3 separate regions of the Mus musculus genome follow, and regions 1 and 3 are each linked to region 2. Evidence: chromatin contacts called from public HiChIP or PLAC-seq data. All regions are on one chromosome and are shown on one strand. Each heading gives the region's core, a stretch centred on a gene start, on an enhancer-like site or on the middle of the called end of the contact. The rest is flanking DNA. Distances are from core to core; before and after follow the strand shown.

Region 1 (3,428 bases), core at 857-3,356, 200 kb before region 2:
AAAAGCAGGTTGCATTTCCCTATATAAACGTTGCCAAAGATTTGAGAAATTGCTAATTAATTTTTTAAAAGGGTGCCACCTAAATTTCTTGGAACTTTGGTTTAATTGCAATTCAGAAGAAAATTTAAGTCACTAACATTTCTCAGGATTATAAGCAGTGATTTGAACAACATCCACTTTCCCTTCTCCCTCAGGTACTGGAAAACATTACATAGGGAGGACAAAGTTTAGGTGTGCCAGGTATACTGGAGTTAAAGCGCTAGAGGAGTGTCACGGTGGACACAATGTGGCCTGTGGTCATTTAACATAAAATAAATGGTAACGTTACGGCGGGAAACCCTGTACCAGCCCCACTGTTACATCTCGACAGTGCCGATTTAGTCAAGTAAGAGAGAGTGCACTGGGGTGCAATTTAATGTTACAGAAGATTTTCATGAACTTGAAAGTCAAATAAAGAACCAAAGGGATTTTATTTGATACTTAAAAATACGGAGTAGGAGTTAAGTCCGCCTGAGTGAGCAGTCAGAACTCATAATGACTGCACTCCGAACACATCTATTACAGAACAGTAGAATGCTTGGATGGCATTAGCCACGAGGTGGCACTTACCGGGTGGGGACTCATACAGCTGGCACAGGTGGGAGGTGTGTAAGGACAAGGCAAAATAGAAGAAGCCAAAGAACAAGTTAACTCTCCTTGCCTGCTGTAATCTGTGGTATAGAAGCTAAAGGCCAAGAAACGAGCAAAAAGCAGAATTTAGGAGTTAGTGATCGTCCCAGGACAACAGCAGCAAGCTGATTGATCGGTGGAAATAGACCCCTTTGGGGTTGGTTATTCTCGGCTGTGACTGATCCAGCTGTCTCCAAGATAAGTATGGCAGACTGCACCTTCGCGTAATTCCTCACTGTGAAGTGTCCCCGAGACACAGAAGTGATGCCATAACTCGAGCTGATTGAGAAAACTCAAATGGGGCTGTTTTGTAGTGTTCCATGAAAGTGGGTCTGAGGGTTACTCTCCCTCTATGCAATACCTAAGAATATGGAAAGATTCTCTCTCTGAGCATCCTCCCAGGGACCAGTGGGCAGCACGAACTTTGGACTGAGGTTCTACCACTTGATTTCCGGAATCTGGAAGCGTGTGTTAAAACATGGAAAGGGGAACAACAAATGTTGCTTTTGTGAGATTGGTGGGTCGGTAAAGTAAACATAATATTGAAACACAGAAGTGTCTGTCCTAGGTTGAGGTGGGACCTGAGAAACTGATCAAATCTAGATGCAGAGTGAGAGGATGGCTAATCAAATCCAGATGCAAGGGAAGAGGATGGCTAATCAAACCCAGATGCAATGGGAGAGGATGTGGTCTCCTGGGCGTGCTGCTATTGTAGCTGAAGGACCGTTCCATGGAGAGAAAGAATAAGAGCCATGATGCGGGACAAGAAGGGGGCCAGGAAGTTGGCAAGGGTGCTCTGAGCAACTGTTGGAACACCCCTGCCCCGTGGGCGGCCCATACTGTGGTTATTGTACCGTTGTTACAGGGTCTATTCATTGTCCTGAACACTCAGTCATGAGTCAGTCAGTCCTGACAAAACCTTAGTGTGATTGCCATCCCACATTCTAAATGATTCATGAAGGCTCAGGGAGATTAAATGAATGAATTATTGGTGTTGGAATGGAAGACCATAGTCTTAACTAATGGCTCCATCACCCTTTATGCACGCGTTATTCCTGAAGGTGGGGATATTATGCCATCGTAGACAAGACTCATACCGTCGACTCCAAAGTATAAGGATATTCTGTATTTAGTGAAATGCAGTGCTAGTATTATCTATTGTTACCAATCTGACATACTCTCCCCAAACCCTCTAGCATTATCCCCATTCTGCAAAGATCTGGAATCCCAAGTCCTTGCTTTTAACTGTAGAGCATTTCAGTCTCAAAGTTAGAGATGGGGAGGGTGGGTGATGGGGGAATGAATTGGCTTAATCCCTGGCTTATAAAAACCAAGGTTATTATAACCTAGTTAAACATTTTCAAAATTATTCACATATAAAATGAAACTGTCAAATCTTTCTCCACCTCCCTTCTGAGTCAGGTCTGAAGGCAGGCAGGCAGCCACTGAGGACCCACAGCCTGCTGGCAGGCGGTCCCGGCACATACTTGCTGACACAGCTCAAACGTCTAACTTACGTAACTTTTTTTATTTCCAAAGGAGACCTTTAAAAATACTTCCCTTTAGAGAGTAACCACAAGGAGAGGTTATACCTTGAGAAAACAAGCTGAAATAGAGAAGATAGAGCCTTTTGAAAATATTATTTTACTTTTTTACAAGTCAGAAACCATATGGAATTTCCACCCTCACACAGCACATTGATGACTTTGCCTGGCTTTCTGGAAACCTGACCCTCCAGGCTCCAAGCTCAGGAGCTTCTAGAGATGAGCTGCTGTCTGGAACTGATTCTGACAAGATGGGGCTGTCCACTCCCAGGAAGGGAGCTTGTGAAGACAGAGGTCAGAGACATCGGATTTTGATCCCTGGTGCCTTGACCTGATCTTGCTTCTCAAAATCATAATTTAGCTAATGCTGGTCTAGTAAGGCATTCCTCATGCCCTTAGCTTTTGCTTTTGAGAGTTACCAAGGATAGGACAGCACACTGCTCAGTCAGCCTGTGTGTTTCACATCTCTCTACAAGCAGTCAACCAGATAAGAACGATGAATGAGGCATGGTAGCCACGGTCCTCATTTGGTGTCCTGTGGCTTCATCTATCCTAGCTGGACATGGCTGGGGGTGGGGGGTGGGGGGGTTAAGAGCAAGCTGTTTTTCACTGAAGGGTTTTCACTCACTCAGTCAGAAGCCGAGCCATATCGTTACAAAGCCATGCAAGCTAGAGCAAGCCAGCATGTATTTCCAGTATTAGATACCATTCTTCCAAACACAGGAATTCATATCTGTGGATGTGACCAACCTCAGATAAGACATATTTAGAGCCAGGTGAGGTGGTGAAATCGCAGCCCTCAGGATGTCAAGACAGGACTGGTTTAAGGTCAGCCTGGGCTTGCAGTGAGTTCTGGGGCAGTCTGGGGCTACAGAGTGAGATCCTGGTTCAAGGAAGGAAGAGAGGGAAGGAGGAAAGACTGGATCATGCTCTGACGGATGGCTTGCTTGTTACTCTATGATACTGAATAACACTTATTCGCATACCATCTGTCTTGCTTTGGGTGGTGTGGGTAAGCTCAAGGCGACCTGAGGCACTTGGGAGGACATACATCCATCTGATCTTACAAAAGGGTCTTGAGCATCTATAGATGCTGGTGTCTATAGGGGCATGGAGCCAATGCCTCAGGCACCCAGGGAGAACGGTATAGTCCTGTGACGTTTGGGTGCATTCTACAAATTGTTCCTATAGCTCCATCTTCAATCTGGCTCTAAA
Region 2 (3,449 bases), core at 501-3,000:
TGTGTGTGTGTGTGTGTGTGTGTATAGTTTGGTCTCACTGAGCCACAAGCTGGCTTCCAACACATTATACTCTCAAAGATAGCTTTGAGCTCCTAATCCGTCTCTCTCTACCTCCAAACATCCACTGAGTGCCACAGTACATTAAAATACATAAGACACTTTTAAGTGCTTGAAATATACCCACAGGAACCGATGAGCAGAAATATTCCTTAACCCCAAATACAACACAACATCTGAAAACTTTCTGGACATATTTTAGGACCTTGTGTAAACCAAAAGAAATCTTTCTAAGTTTATTGCCACTTTAATTTTTCAGAAAGTTTCTTCTTACTGCATAGCTGTGTCAGAAACCCAAAACAGTCTTTTCTAATGAGACTTGTCTCAGCATATATTTCTAAGAAACTGTCTCAGTTTGTGTGTGTGTGTGTATGTGTGTGTGTGTGTGTGTGTGTGTGTGTGTGTGTGTGTATGATCAAGTTAAGAGATAATAGGGTATTAATACGAAAGTGGTCCTTTGTATTTACAATTAAAAAAAAAAAAACAAGACACAAAAGCCAGGAAGAAATAAAATCAATCGAATGCAAAGTAACCACGTTTATTCGAACACCACGGATCTGGACACCATTCTCAACCTCAAAACACGACCTGAGTTCTGCAGGAAGCTGCGCTACACTTTCCTGCCCTCCCCGCATCTCACCGTGCACCGATGATAATAATAATAATAATAATAATAATAATAATAATAATCAACAAACCTGGATACACAAAGAATTGCTTCCAGGCCTTTACTAAACACAAACTCAGCTACAAACTGGGAGGTAAACAACGGGCAGAACCTGACGGCTCCGGCAGAGAAAACTGTTCCCGTCCAGGAGATACAAAAGAAAAAACGGTGGGAAACGTGTTGCGCTGTCTACCCTCCCTGACAGTCCCCAAACAGCGCTACTTTGTGACAAGCTAATGGGTGCGTGCGTTTATTCGCCAAAGTTCAGACCCTCTCTCTTTTTGTTTTTTTGTTGTTTTCTTTTCTTTTCTTTTTAATAGCCTAAGGGCAAACACACCCCGAAATTCGCTGTCCCCAGCGGCGAGCTGGTTGCTATGGCATAATCTGGAAGGACATCACTTTGCCCAGGAAAACTACGATCCCCGGGGAACGAGTGAACTGATGGGAAGGGTCGTGTCATCCGCCACCGAGAAAGAGGGGACGAGGAGAGAGTTAAAACCAAACAGCAGATCGGCTGCCTCCCCTGCCTGGGGAGGCTTGGAGCGAGACCAGGGGCTCCGGCCGAGGTTCCAAAGTGTCAGCAGGCCCCCGTCGCCCCTGCACCCGCAGGCAGCGCGGCGACACCACAGGACCATCGCCATCCCCACCTCTGTCCTCCAGGCACCGCCAGGGACGGCGTCCCAGAGCCCGCCCCGGCCGGGCCCGCCCCGCTATCTCCTCCCCCGTTATCCGCTCGCTCGCCGCCGCGCTCGGGCCTGGACTCGCTTTCTTCAGCCTCCCCCGGGGTCCCGCCACAGGTCACCGCGCCGGACGCCTCGGCCGCCGCCCCGGGCGAGGCTGAGGGAGCGAGGCCGCGGGACCGCAGGGTCCCGGGAAGGCGCTCGGCGCCGTCCCTCACCTCCGGGTGGAGAAGGGGCACGCAGCCCGTTTCGGTCTCGTACTCATCCGGGCCGTCCGCCATCTTGGTGTTAAATCCCTCCTCCCGCTGCATGCTGGGAGAAAGCGTTTCAGCCTCGCGGGGCTCGGCAAGGCGGAGGGCGAGCGCGAGGGCGAGCGCGAGCCCGGATGAGGGCGACGCGGCGCCACCGCCACCGCCGCCACCTCCTCTTCCCTCCGAGCCCCCGGGACGCCCCCTCAGCCCCTCCCGCCGCGGAGGGCGCGGGTCCCGATGCGCGTGCGCCGGCCCGGCCCGACCCGGCCCGGGGCTGGAGTGTGCTCTCTGCTGCACTGCGCCGGGGCAGCGGACCGCGTTGGGCGTGGGCGCCGCGGCCCGGGGGCGGGTCCCGGTCGGAGGCCGATGCTGCTGCTGCTGCTGCTGCTGCTCCTCGGCTCCGGCCACCCGGGAAAGGCCGCGCGCGACACAAGACGGAGATCCAGAGCCGCGCAGGGCAGGGTCCCGAGCCTTCCAAGGGCTGGAAGGGCTTAGGGTGTGACCCTGGGAGAGCAAGGATGCGTTCTCCTCGCCTCCGCACCTGTGCCTCGGGGACACCGGGAGAAGCAAGGACAAAAAAAAAAAAAAAAAAAATTGGCTTCCTTGAAAAAGCTTTTGTTGTGTGATGCCCTCTTTGCGATTGAGCTAGGGCATTTTTTTTTAAAATCCTTGCTTTTGACAAGGTCAAAGCCCCACACTTTCCCATCTGCTGCATTTTAATAGGGACCCGGGGATTCAAAAGTGAAACCTTTTTAAAATGAAAGCTCTAGAGTGTGACCCAGATAAAAATGATTAAAGCCGGCTTTAAGAGGATATTGGGGTTGGGAGGGGGCTGATGGAACAATTGCAGAAAGGATTTGTTTCTGGTTTGGGCTACTAGGGATTGTAAATCTCTACAGCGCCAGGGAACATTTAGCAAAGAGCGATCTGATTAGAGATTCTGATACTAACCAGTCCCCTGTCAAAGCCAAATCAGCCAAAGATCACCAGAGGGGAAAAAACCTGCAGTCGGACAAAGCCAGATTTACTGGTAGATCGGGAGGAAGGCACGTCAGAGGAAAAAAGGATGGGGCATGGAAGAGGAAACCCCTTTGTAAGGTTTATATTCCCGCCAAAAGAATCTGAGGAGGGTCTGGGGAGAGCTGAGATCGGTTCTGGATTGGACATAATCGATTCTGAGGAGGTGAGGAAAAACCAGGAGTAACAAGGCATTGGACGAGATCACGAGGCTAGGTCCGTTCAATACTGTGCTCTCCCAGTAACAAATGAAAACGGCAAAGTAGACCTAGTATTCGTCGGTAAACGGGCAGTAATCACTCAGAAAAAGGATGAATATGCTATTTTATAGCTGCTTCTGGTGGGGGGAAAGAAGCGGTCTCTTTGGCGCTGCCTGTCTCTGTGTGTATCCTCTCAGCAGGGCTTTTCCTTCCGGCACGGACCGATTTTCTTTTCTTCTTTTTTTTTTTTTCTTTCTTTCTTTTTTTGTCCTGGCAGAAACCAGAAACCATGCAATTCTAAACAGAATTCCTAGTTTTTCGTTCACAGCACCGAAATTTTCTTCAGTCACGTGTCAGCATGAACAGACTCTTTTTTTTTTTTCCTGTAATATTACAGGCTCGATCTCCTTACCCTTAGGCTTTTGCATTTACCCAAATCTAGGGGAAAAAAAAAGAGTAAAGAAACAGTTGAGAGGGTGTGGCATTCAAACCAACATGAAATGAACGACAGAACTAGGTATGGGGAACAAAAACAAAATAATTTGTATGAGTGCCCATGGAGTGCAGGTGTATGGTG
Region 3 (3,725 bases), core at 385-2,884, 130 kb before region 2:
TGAAGGAAAGGCCATCCTGTGACCAGCCCAACTTGGGATCCATCCCATGGTTGGGCATCAGCCCCTGACACTGTTACTGATGCCATGCTGTGCTTGCAGACAGGAGCCTACAATGGCTGTCCTCTGAAAGGCTCGACCTGCAGCTGATGGAGACGGGTACAGAATCTCACAGCCTACCATTGGACTGAGGCTGGAGACCCTTATGAAGGATTATAGGAGCTGAAGGGGATGGAAGCCCCATAAGAAGAACAACAGTATAAGCCAACCTGGATCCCTCATAGCTCCCAGAGACTGAGCCACCAACCATAGTATACATACATGGGCTGGTCCATGGCCCCTGGCACATATGTAGCAGAGGACTGCCTTGTCTGGCCTCAGTGGAAGAGGATGCACCTAATCCTGTAGAGACTCGATACCCCAGGGAAGGGCAATGTAATGAGGGGGTGAGTTAGGGGGAATCAGGTGGGGTGAGCACCCTCTCAGAGGCAAAGGGGAAGGGCCATGGAGTGAAGAACTCTTGGAGGAAGGACAAGGATGGGGGCAACATTTGGAATGTAAATAAAACAATTAAAATAAAAGAAATTGCAAATAAACACCAGAGAACCAAATGCTGACAGTTTTTTTTTATGAAGCTAATAAAACAAAAACAATGACCAAATAGAAATCCTGCTAAACTTATTAAGAGGAAAAAAAATTATAGACTGTGCTAATGTATTAGGAATTTTTAAAGGGGACCTATAGACGTTGTCTTTAAATCATCTGCGTTACTTTTTGACTATTTTTGATAAGATGGATCAAACAAAATCTAGCCCCAATAAATGCTAGATTCGTTGAGTCACTTTAGAACACTTCGGGGACAGGCAATTCAGCATAGAACGAGCCAAAGCTTTTACTCTTGTAACTCAAGCCTGACCCTGCTTCTCTCAGTCGCTCTCATCTATTCTCCTTCATGCTCCTTCTGCTGCTGGTAGGATGACACTTTCTGGAATTTCTCCAAACTACATCCCAGAGCAAAGCATAAGACCTCCTCAGTGGCTCAGTAGATGGGTCCTTGTGTGTTATTGCCTCTGGTTGGCGCCTGAGCCCTCATCACTCAGTCACTGTGCTCTGATAGGCTGGACCTGTATCCCACACATTCTGCTGGAGAGCAGGAGCAGGCTTACCTACCCTCTGCTAGGCTGAGCAAGTTACCATGACTAGCTGCCTGGCAAAGCTAACAGCTGTGTGCGCGCCTATCGCTTTGGGCAAAGATTTGATTTCAAAGCAAGCTCCGACGCTATCAGCTCCCCGAGAGAATTTGATCTTTTACAGGTAGTGACTCAATACTGTTCCTGGAATTTGAGGGGGGTTCCCGCCATCACCTGATGATACAGGGGAAGCTGAAGCCACCATTTTAGGTTCTTAGTTTTATTAGGAAAATGATTTAAGAATGGATTTCCCTGTCCCAAAAAACCAAAAACCAAAACCAAAACAAACAAACAAAAAGAATGGATTCAAACAGAAGCTCAAAGACAATTTTATGAGTTTAAAAGTAAAGCTCCCAGGGCAGGCAAGCTGCAGATCTCAGCAGTGGCCCAGAGGAGGGTAACTGAGAAGCCAAGGGGCTGTTTATGCTGGTACTGAGGACTATACAGCAGCAGTGCGGTGGGGTGGTGGGGAGGAAAGCTTTAGAGAAACAGTAAAAATGCCCAAAGCATGAGAGAAGGTGTGCTTAGGTTCTGGCCAGGATCTGAAAGTCAGAGACAGAAAAAAGGAAAAAGAAAAAGCCTTGCCTTGCTGACTCAGGCCATAGGCGGGCATTAAAGGAGAATTTGTTCTGCCTATCTCTTTAGCCTGGCTTAAGGCGAGCCTGCCTTCCTTAAGAAGACAATTGAATTGACCTCACTGGAATGTGGAATGTTGGGTCTGCAGCCAGAGCAGTGTCTCTTCTCTTGACCAGGGCTTTTTCTTTAATGGATTTTGCTGCTTCACTAACAATACAAAGCCTAAATGGCGTGCCAGAAATGACTGTATGGATTTGGTTAAATTTGGTTCGGAATTGTTTCAAAGATGTATTTGCCAACAAAATGTCCTCAGAGTCAAATCCTAAAAGTCACCGTGTCCCTTTCAGGTTTGTCTATAAAAACAGATTCTACTTAAAATCAGCACCATGCGCTATAAAGTTTGTTCTTTGTTTATGTACTAAAAGAAAAAAAATCTCCTAGTGCTGCCTTGTCTGGGCTTTACATTTATAGCTGGGAAAACAAAAACAAACCACAAGGACCTTAGTTATTTGGGGACTAGGGTGGGGGTGGGGTGTTCAAGAGGACACTGAGACAGATTACTAGGGAGTGAGAAGTTTATTAGCAGACTTGGTGCCATGAAGAAGACAGACAGAAGTAACAGTGTGATGGAGAACTCGGAGGAGTGCTCAGACCCGAGCAGCAAAGATAGACAACATGCAGAGAGAGTCTCTGGGGAAACCAGCCACAGCCAACATGTACAGGAGCAAGCTTCTTCTTAGAGCTTGTCTCCTTCTGATGCTGAGAAAGGTTGGAGTGGCCACCAGGCTCTGGGATTCTCTTGCAGGATGCAGGGGAGGGGGCAGGGAACAAGAAATGTGATGTTTACATAAACGTCTGAGATAAGATGTCCTGGCTCCAGGACAGTGTTTTAGTAGAGTGCCTGTCTGGACCTGTGCAGGGCAGAGGGGGCTGCTGCGGATACAGCGGCCTGAGCAGAGCCTGGATCCTCACTTTGCGTTCTTACAGCCTCCATCTCTGCCCTCCCCAAACTGACAGGAGCAGGCTGAAGATCAAAAGAAATGTCCAACTGTCCCAGGACTGGAATTATTCCTACATCCCTCCCTAACAGTTCACACTTCAGGTTTCATGGGTCATTAAATCTGGCCAAGAGAAAACAGTTTGTTCCAGTGGGAAGTTCTGCAGTCACTGTGAAATGTGGCTTTAGTCTTTAGCCCAATTCCTTGGAGAATTGGGTGGGGCGGGAGAGAACAACTTGTCCAGCCTGTAGTCTAGACTCTAGCCCGATTGAAAGTGCCTCGCAATAGGCTTTGAAGGGTGGGTGGTCTGAGGGAAGAGAAGAGGCTGAGAAAAAGGACAAAGAACTGGAAGCATAAAAAGAGCAATAGAAAGTTAGGGGATGGTGGGTGAAGACTTGAAGAAGAGTGGGCGACAGGTTGAATCCTGCCTTCTGAAACATGGATAAATATCCATCTATGCCCACTGTCGGCTCTCATTCAAGGAAGGACGCCTCCTTCGAATGGTTCAGTGAATATTTCAAATGATCTTCAAAACTTTGAACAAAAGCACTATTGACTGAAGACACAGAGGACTAATTTTATGCCATCTTGACTCAATTACGCACGAAGGGGAATAATTAACTCCATATAAAATTTCATGTTATATTCATGGCATACCTCTTAGCTAAAATGGCTCATTTTAGCATTCTCTTACATACTTGGCTAACAAATGATATTTGATTTTAAAAAACAAAGGAAAGTAATCAAAATGTAAATTCTAATGGTGCAAACTATGCATTTCAAACAAGGAGAATAATTGCAGATATACAACTTAAAAGGCTAGTCTCTGAAGGAGAGAGACAATGGTTGATGTAAAATATTTCTACCGGTCAACAGATCTCTTTAGAATAAAAAAAAATGATGAATGCAATTTACATTTCTCAGTGAACATAAACAAAATGGTCCCCCAAATTATTTGTTATTA

What was found. HiChIP or PLAC-seq counts read pairs in DNA pulled down with a chosen protein or histone mark.
Region 1: an H3K4me3 HiChIP or PLAC-seq map of craniofacial prominence shows a contact between it and region 2, with 3 times the contacts expected there. The contact joins the enhancer-like site here to the promoter of Zdhhc17 in region 2. A contact is called at or near these places in 8 of 39 promoter capture datasets (the C10 cell line, the HPC-7 cell line, cranial neural crest and 5 more), 2 of 15 datasets of contacts at CTCF or cohesin (the NIH/3T3 cell line and embryonic stem cells), 5 of 484 Hi-C or Micro-C datasets (embryonic stem cells, forebrain, muscle stem cells and 1 more), 20 of 115 datasets of contacts at active chromatin or transcription factors (the 230-238 cell line, the NIH/3T3 cell line, bone marrow-derived macrophages and 11 more) and 4 of 9 other capture datasets (adipose tissue, embryonic stem cells, liver and 1 more).
Region 3: a contact with region 2 is called in an H3K27ac HiChIP or PLAC-seq map of extraembryonic endoderm stem cells. The contact joins the enhancer-like site here to the promoter of Zdhhc17 in region 2. A contact is called at or near these places in 3 of 39 promoter capture datasets (cranial neural crest, embryonic stem cells and liver), 1 of 484 Hi-C or Micro-C datasets (embryonic stem cells) and 2 of 115 datasets of contacts at active chromatin or transcription factors (extraembryonic endoderm stem cells and trophoblast stem cells).

The regions. Positions count from the first base shown.
Region 1 is chr10:110,803,050-110,806,477 of GRCm38.p6, forward strand. The region is part of intron 2 of 1700020G17Rik (RIKEN cDNA 1700020G17 gene); the gene reads right to left. Among named protein-coding and RNA genes, the nearest start is that of Gm36808, 6.3 kb to the left of the region's middle. Within about 2 kb of position 2,107, at least 78 of the 459 cell types and tissues checked have an H3K27ac peak or open chromatin away from gene starts, as enhancers often do. A contact at or near this core is called in the NIH/3T3 cell line, adipose tissue, craniofacial prominence and 3 more, where this site is marked.
Region 2 is chr10:111,008,316-111,011,764 of GRCm38.p6, forward strand. It overlaps Zdhhc17 (zinc finger, DHHC domain containing 17), which reads right to left and starts at 1,751. Exons shown (of 17, transcript NM_172554.2): 1 at 1,623-1,751. The coding sequence starts at 1,715.
Region 3 is chr10:110,876,942-110,880,666 of GRCm38.p6, forward strand. The region is part of intron 2 of 1700020G17Rik (RIKEN cDNA 1700020G17 gene); the gene reads right to left. Among named protein-coding and RNA genes, the nearest start is that of Gm22186, 14 kb to the right of the region's middle. Within about 2 kb of position 1,635, at least 72 of the 459 cell types and tissues checked have an H3K27ac peak or open chromatin away from gene starts, as enhancers often do. A contact at or near this core is called in embryonic stem cells, extraembryonic endoderm stem cells and trophoblast stem cells, where this site is marked.